Linked DNA regions of Mus musculus: region 1 is linked to region 2. The links are chromatin contacts, called in public HiChIP or PLAC-seq maps. All regions are on one chromosome and are shown on one strand. The core of a region is the stretch at or near the end of the contact, and the rest is flanking DNA. Distances in the headings are between cores, read along the strand shown. Region 1 overlaps Zbtb20 (zinc finger and BTB domain containing 20). Region 2 overlaps Lsamp (limbic system-associated membrane protein).

What was found. HiChIP or PLAC-seq counts read pairs in DNA pulled down with a chosen protein or histone mark.
Region 1: a contact with region 2 is called in an H3K27ac HiChIP or PLAC-seq map of SST interneurons, with 15 times the contacts expected there. The contact joins two enhancer-like sites. A contact is called at or near these places in 1 of 15 datasets of contacts at CTCF or cohesin (large pre-B cells), 4 of 484 Hi-C or Micro-C datasets (cortical neurons, muscle stem cells and stem cell-derived neural stem cells) and 7 of 115 datasets of contacts at active chromatin or transcription factors (SST interneurons, astrocytes, embryonic forebrain and 4 more).

The regions. Positions count from the first base shown.
Region 1 is chr16:43,509,416-43,512,160 of GRCm38.p6, forward strand. The region is part of intron 5 of Zbtb20 (zinc finger and BTB domain containing 20); the gene reads left to right. Among named protein-coding and RNA genes, the nearest start is that of Gm15713, 91 kb to the left of the region's middle. Within about 2 kb of position 1,321, at least 37 of the 459 cell types and tissues checked have an H3K27ac peak or open chromatin away from gene starts, as enhancers often do. A contact at or near this core is called in SST interneurons, where this site is marked.
Region 2 is chr16:42,171,350-42,174,049 of GRCm38.p6, forward strand. The region is part of intron 6 of Lsamp (limbic system-associated membrane protein); the gene reads left to right. Among named protein-coding and RNA genes, the nearest start is that of Mir6540, 130 kb to the right of the region's middle. Within about 2 kb of position 1,357, at least 5 of the 459 cell types and tissues checked have an H3K27ac peak or open chromatin away from gene starts, as enhancers often do. A contact at or near this core is called in SST interneurons, where this site is marked.

The DNA of each region.
Region 1 (2,745 bases), core at 71-2,570, 1.3 Mb after region 2:
AGGTGTGTGTGTGTGTGTGTCTGTGTGTGTCTGTATATAGTTATAGATAAACATATTAATGCATACTTACATATACAATAAAAGATACACAAAGACACTTAATATTTATGTTAATTATATTTTTATATAAAAGAAAAAGAATCCGCGAACTTTTATCATTTTTCTGTAATTTTAAAATCCTATAAACTGTTAGTTCTGATTATTATATGTTTATAAACATATATTTATATCCTTATAAGTTACCTTAATTTATATTTCATAGGTTTTACACACTCCTCCATTTTATGCAGATATATTAATGTTGAAGTTTATTCAAATACCACTTGCTGTGTTCCGTATCTGTTAGTGTGTTAACAAGTGGTTTGGTTTTTTGTTTGTTTTTTTCTTTAATTTTGATTTATTCTTCTCTAAGCTAGACAGAGTATATGTTTCTCTATGTCACTGATATTCTGAGAAAGAAACTTGTAAAACTGTGATCTCCTGGAAAGCTTTCAAGTGAACAGGACATCTATATGCTCTTTAGCTTGCTTCTCCTGGATCCATTTGTCCATGCTGTGCCATCAGCAACCCTGAGAAAAACGGCGCTAGTAAGGATGGCACAATGAGTTTTCTGATCATAGACCTAGGAAGGACCAAAGAAAATTGTGGCATATGGAGGAACATGCCAAGACCTTCTCCAATAAAATCAGCTGCTTTATGCTGGTGGGTTGGATTTTTTGTTGTTGTTGGTTTTTGGGAGGTTTTTTTTTTTTTTTTGGTTTTTTTTTTTTTTTTATTTCCTTTGAATTTTTGTTTGTGACTTTTTTGGCTTGCTGGAGCATTTCCCTATAATCTTAGGAAGCCACAGCAAATTTTCAATGCCACAGCAACACTGTGCAGCCAAGGAGGGGCCCAGAGAGCTGATCCTGGGGGCTGGAGCCTTTCAGCAATCATACAAGGTAGGGGGTAAGGAAGCTATCCTTTTCTCTGAATTTTCCTGGTTTATTCAGTCTGCCAGGGACAGGGATTTTCTTCGCGTATCTTTCCTTCACTTACTTGAGGCTCTCCCTTCAATGCCAATGGCTTTCTATTGCTTCTGAGAGATGGTTCACATGGCAGAGCACCCGCTTCTGTTCTATATTGAAACATGGAAAGCTTTGAAAACTGGGAAGGACAAAGGAAAGGGGTCTTAGGGCATCTGGGAAATATCAAAAAGAGCATTAGGCTCACAGCTAGTTTTTGCCGGTCATGTCTGTAACTTCTCTGTTCTCTACAGGGCTTCTCAGTGTTAGAGTACTGAAGGGGATAACTCTAGGGTGCCAGCGAGGATCTAACTGATTCAGTAGATGGAGCTCTTCGCCCTAAGTCTGGATTTAAATTAAAGTCCCACTGCAGTTGCTGGGACTCTCTGTATTAAGGTGTGTCATGATACACACATAAAACCAAAGCTTGTGTAGCTGCAGGAAGAGATTTCCTGGCACTTTTTAAAGGCATGAAGCATGTGTTCCGAAACACAAAACTGCAGGGGAGCAGTAAAGATAGATAGGGTAGGAAGTGAAGTTTACCTATCTAAACTTCTCCCTGTGGGTTTGAATACTCCTAAGTGTGAAGTAAAACCCAGTTACCATACAAGGGACTGGTACTTTATAGACTGGTACTCCAAACCTAGAAAAACAGATAATGTGTACAGGTTTGGCTGTGTTTGTGACAAGCCTTTCAAGCTGTTTGAACTGTACGGCTCTCCTTTTATTTGACTCCGAAAAGGAATCTTAATGCTGAAATGCAGTTGTTTCATCTAGTTAGTCTAGAGAATCTGACGAATTGTGACAGTACTGTGGACAGCACAGCAGATTTGTAAGGTGCCTTTATAGGAGCAGAAATACCCAACAGTGACCGAAAATGGATCTCTAGTGTCTGCTGTAATATAGAAAAAAACCCACTTATTTATCAATTTTTAAATTAATCAAAATGAGTAATTGCCATAGCATTCTTGTCACTTTGTATTATCTTCAGTACCAATACTAAGTTTGATCATTGTCCCTCCTTGGTGCCAGGAAGGAAGGTAGATGTATGCAAGATGGAATAAATTATCTTCCTTGATCTAATGTCTTCTCACAGATTAGAGGTGTTATTGAGAATCTCTTGTTAAATCTTGATAAGATCATTTGGCCAAAACAGAACTGGCAATGGCCTTACTACCAAAATAAAAAGCATTTTTAAGGCCTTGGATTTCCTTTGCACACCACGTGTCTGAGTTTGATACAGTCCAGGAAAATAGAGAGGATGAGAGAAAATTATTCCTAAGCAGCCGCCGTAGGCCAAACACTGAAACAGTGCCAGCCCGGACCAATCAGGGGGGCTTCTTAGGAGATGTGTGCTTTGCTGAGCTCTTCTGTGAAGAGAAGAGGGAGGAAGCCCTTGAAACTGCATTAGGATGAATGAGTCTTCACTAATTTCAGCAAAGTCCATGGCAGTGAATTTGATAACTTCTTCCTTCTGTAGACATCTGAGGTTCCCAGGCCAGCAGAGACTCCCTTGTCATCGCACTGACACATCTTTTGAACAAAAGTATCTTTCTGAGTTTAAACAAGTGAAAAACTTCTCATAGAGAGCAAAGAGTAAAATTAATGGAAACTCAAAATCAATTCCAACCCCATTTCTGGCATGATGAGAGTAACATTTGTGCTGTGTTTAAAGCAGTTTAACACAAGAAAATGATAAAGTGATCAATATACTTAAAGCCAAAATTAACCAGGAGAGAACAAT
Region 2 (2,700 bases), core at 107-2,606:
TACCCATTTACAGGATTCCTCGATTCTGTTTATTTACTCTCAAAATCAATTATGGCAAGAGCAAACCACATAGGCGCATTAAATAACTATATGAGAGAACTTAATAAATAATAACTGATAGAGGCAAAGGTATCTTTACCAGATGTATACAATGAATTTCAGATGTGTAACAAGACTGTCGGGAATAAAATTAAAAACTATTGACACATGCATAGTAGGAATTCCTGTTACAACATAGAGTAACATGTGAAAGTAGGAGTTAGCTTGTATTGTGTATTTAAAGGCCAATAATACATGCTTATGTCATATATGTATAGATAAAGATTTATAGCGGATGGAAACTTCCCTATGTGTGAGAATGGGTGGATAGGTGGTAGAGGACACATAACTAGGCATGCATACACATTAACAAAAATGTTGATTTTAATGTATTTATCTAGCTTCCTGGGAATATGCAGTATGCTTTTCAATAACAGAACTCTTGCTTTCTTTAATGTTTCCTGCCATTTGAATAAGATGTTAAGGCCAGTTCAGTTCTCTTAGCTGACTGTAGATACCATTCAATCCTACGATGTCAGGGAAACAATATAGCTTGTCCTAGTACTAACAATGAGAGTACAGAAAGAAGCAAATCGGGCTTTTTTTTTTTTTTTTTTTTTTAGAGCATCCGTTTCATACTAGAGCAAAACACAAATCATTTTGGCATATAAGACCTTCATTTTTGTACAGTTTTTCTTCATTCTGAAAGCCTTGCTGGTACACTTGCACTAATACAGACAGGCACTAAAAAGATACAAGAGAAAAGCTTTGCCACCAGGAGAGGAGCCTAGGGAAGCTGAGAGTCCCGGGCATCCAGAAAGCTTGGTGGAGGAGAGGAGAAGCTCAGAGAAGACTTGGCATGAAGTATCAGGACGCCTAGGCGTCAGAGAATGGTGAACAACCACTGCAGATGCTTTGAACCTCAACCCTCCTGAGACTGGACCTGAAGGTGGCTGGGGTGTCCCTTCTTACTATGACACCATAGACATTCAGGAGATCACAGAGTGAGCTGACTAGAATTACTAGATATTTAACTTGTTTATTCTGGTTCCATGGCTTTTTACCAGACAAAGCTCATTTTGCATACGCGAAAGGCTCAAAGTTTGCATATGTTCATATTTTCATATTAAGCAATATTCTGTGGTACTCCAGCCAAAATATCAGACTTTTAAAAAAATACACTGTCTCCATCTTCCAGTAGTTTTTTGTCTAGACTTAGCATTGCTTTAACCAGAATTTCACCCACCAAATGTTTAACGGAGACACTGCCGAGGTTCACTACCACGGCTCACCACGTGGTGGCGACAATGACTCTAAGAGTCAGACACTAAGGTTAAATCTGATGAGCTGATAAGCGGTGGAAATGTCACTGTGGATGCAATTCTCGGTTCCTTCTATTTTTCTCTGGAAGGCAGTATTTGTTACAGCAAGCACGCAGTAGTGCACTTATATTTATAATTTCATGAACAGAACACGCAACGTGGTTTATTGTGGCGTCATACAGTTGTTGATCGGTTCTGTTCTACTCTTCCTGTTGCTTTAGCTCTAGACGCCGAGCATCGTTTAGGAAGCTATTCTTTACTTCAGTAGTTTTCCGTGCTACACTCTCTGCAGTCTTACACATTTTAAGCAGTTTGCTGAAACGACATAGACTAGAACATGCTTCCGTTGTAATTGTAGGACATCGGTTTTACACACACAGAGTCTGCATACTTGGCCCCTAAAGTTTCGGTGACCCATAATTACAGCCCTGTCAGCTTCTATTCTGAGTATCATTGTCTAAGGCTAAATATCATAGCCTTAAAGTCACTGTCTCTTCGGTGGGGGAAAAATGGTTTTTGTTGTTGTTGTGTTTTTGTTTCCAGTGAAATTTAAATACAGCCACATGAAAAGAGGAAAATGGGACCAGAAGTGTGCATGATGAGGTCGTAAGACCTCCCATTTCTGCTATAGTATTACTACTTCCAGAAGCACACAAATCTGCATTCCTCTCCTCTCCACTCACTATCCCCCCAAACCCAAACTCATCTCCCCGACAATCTGTCCTCATTGACAACCTGAGTGACCCAGGGTGACGTTCCAAGGATCAGGTCCCCCAGGTGCGGTCCATTCTCAATTGCCCCAGCTTTGAACCTGCCCCTGATCCTCCACGGTTTGGCCAGACTTGTTGCCTTTGGTTTTCTTCTTCGTTCTAAGATGATAACTTTGGGTAGGAGGACCTTAGCTTCTTCGTGAGATTATAGGACTTTAACCGTGCTAAGGGACCCAGGCATAAATGCTACTTTATAATAGTCCCCGCCCACCCCCGTTAAAGGATAAACTATCCTGCCTCTCACCTATGAAACAAAGAAGCTGGAGACTGATGACCAAGTCCTTCTGAGATTGATGTAGCTACTGTTATACATTTGCAGGGAGAACTTGTGTTGGGCTCCTGAAGGTTCAACATCAGTGCTTGGAGTCTTAATCACAGTGATGGCTTCGCTGTCATCATGTGAAAAGCATGGGAGAGGAGGGTAGCTGAAAACAGTCACGGGAGACACCCTAGCGACTTCTCCAGCAGGAGTAGCTTCATGTTTAAAATAACTTAGAAAGCTCAGAGAGAGCAGAACTTAAAAGATGGGTCCGCTCACGAGACATCAGTGCCAGGCCACGCCTTGCCTC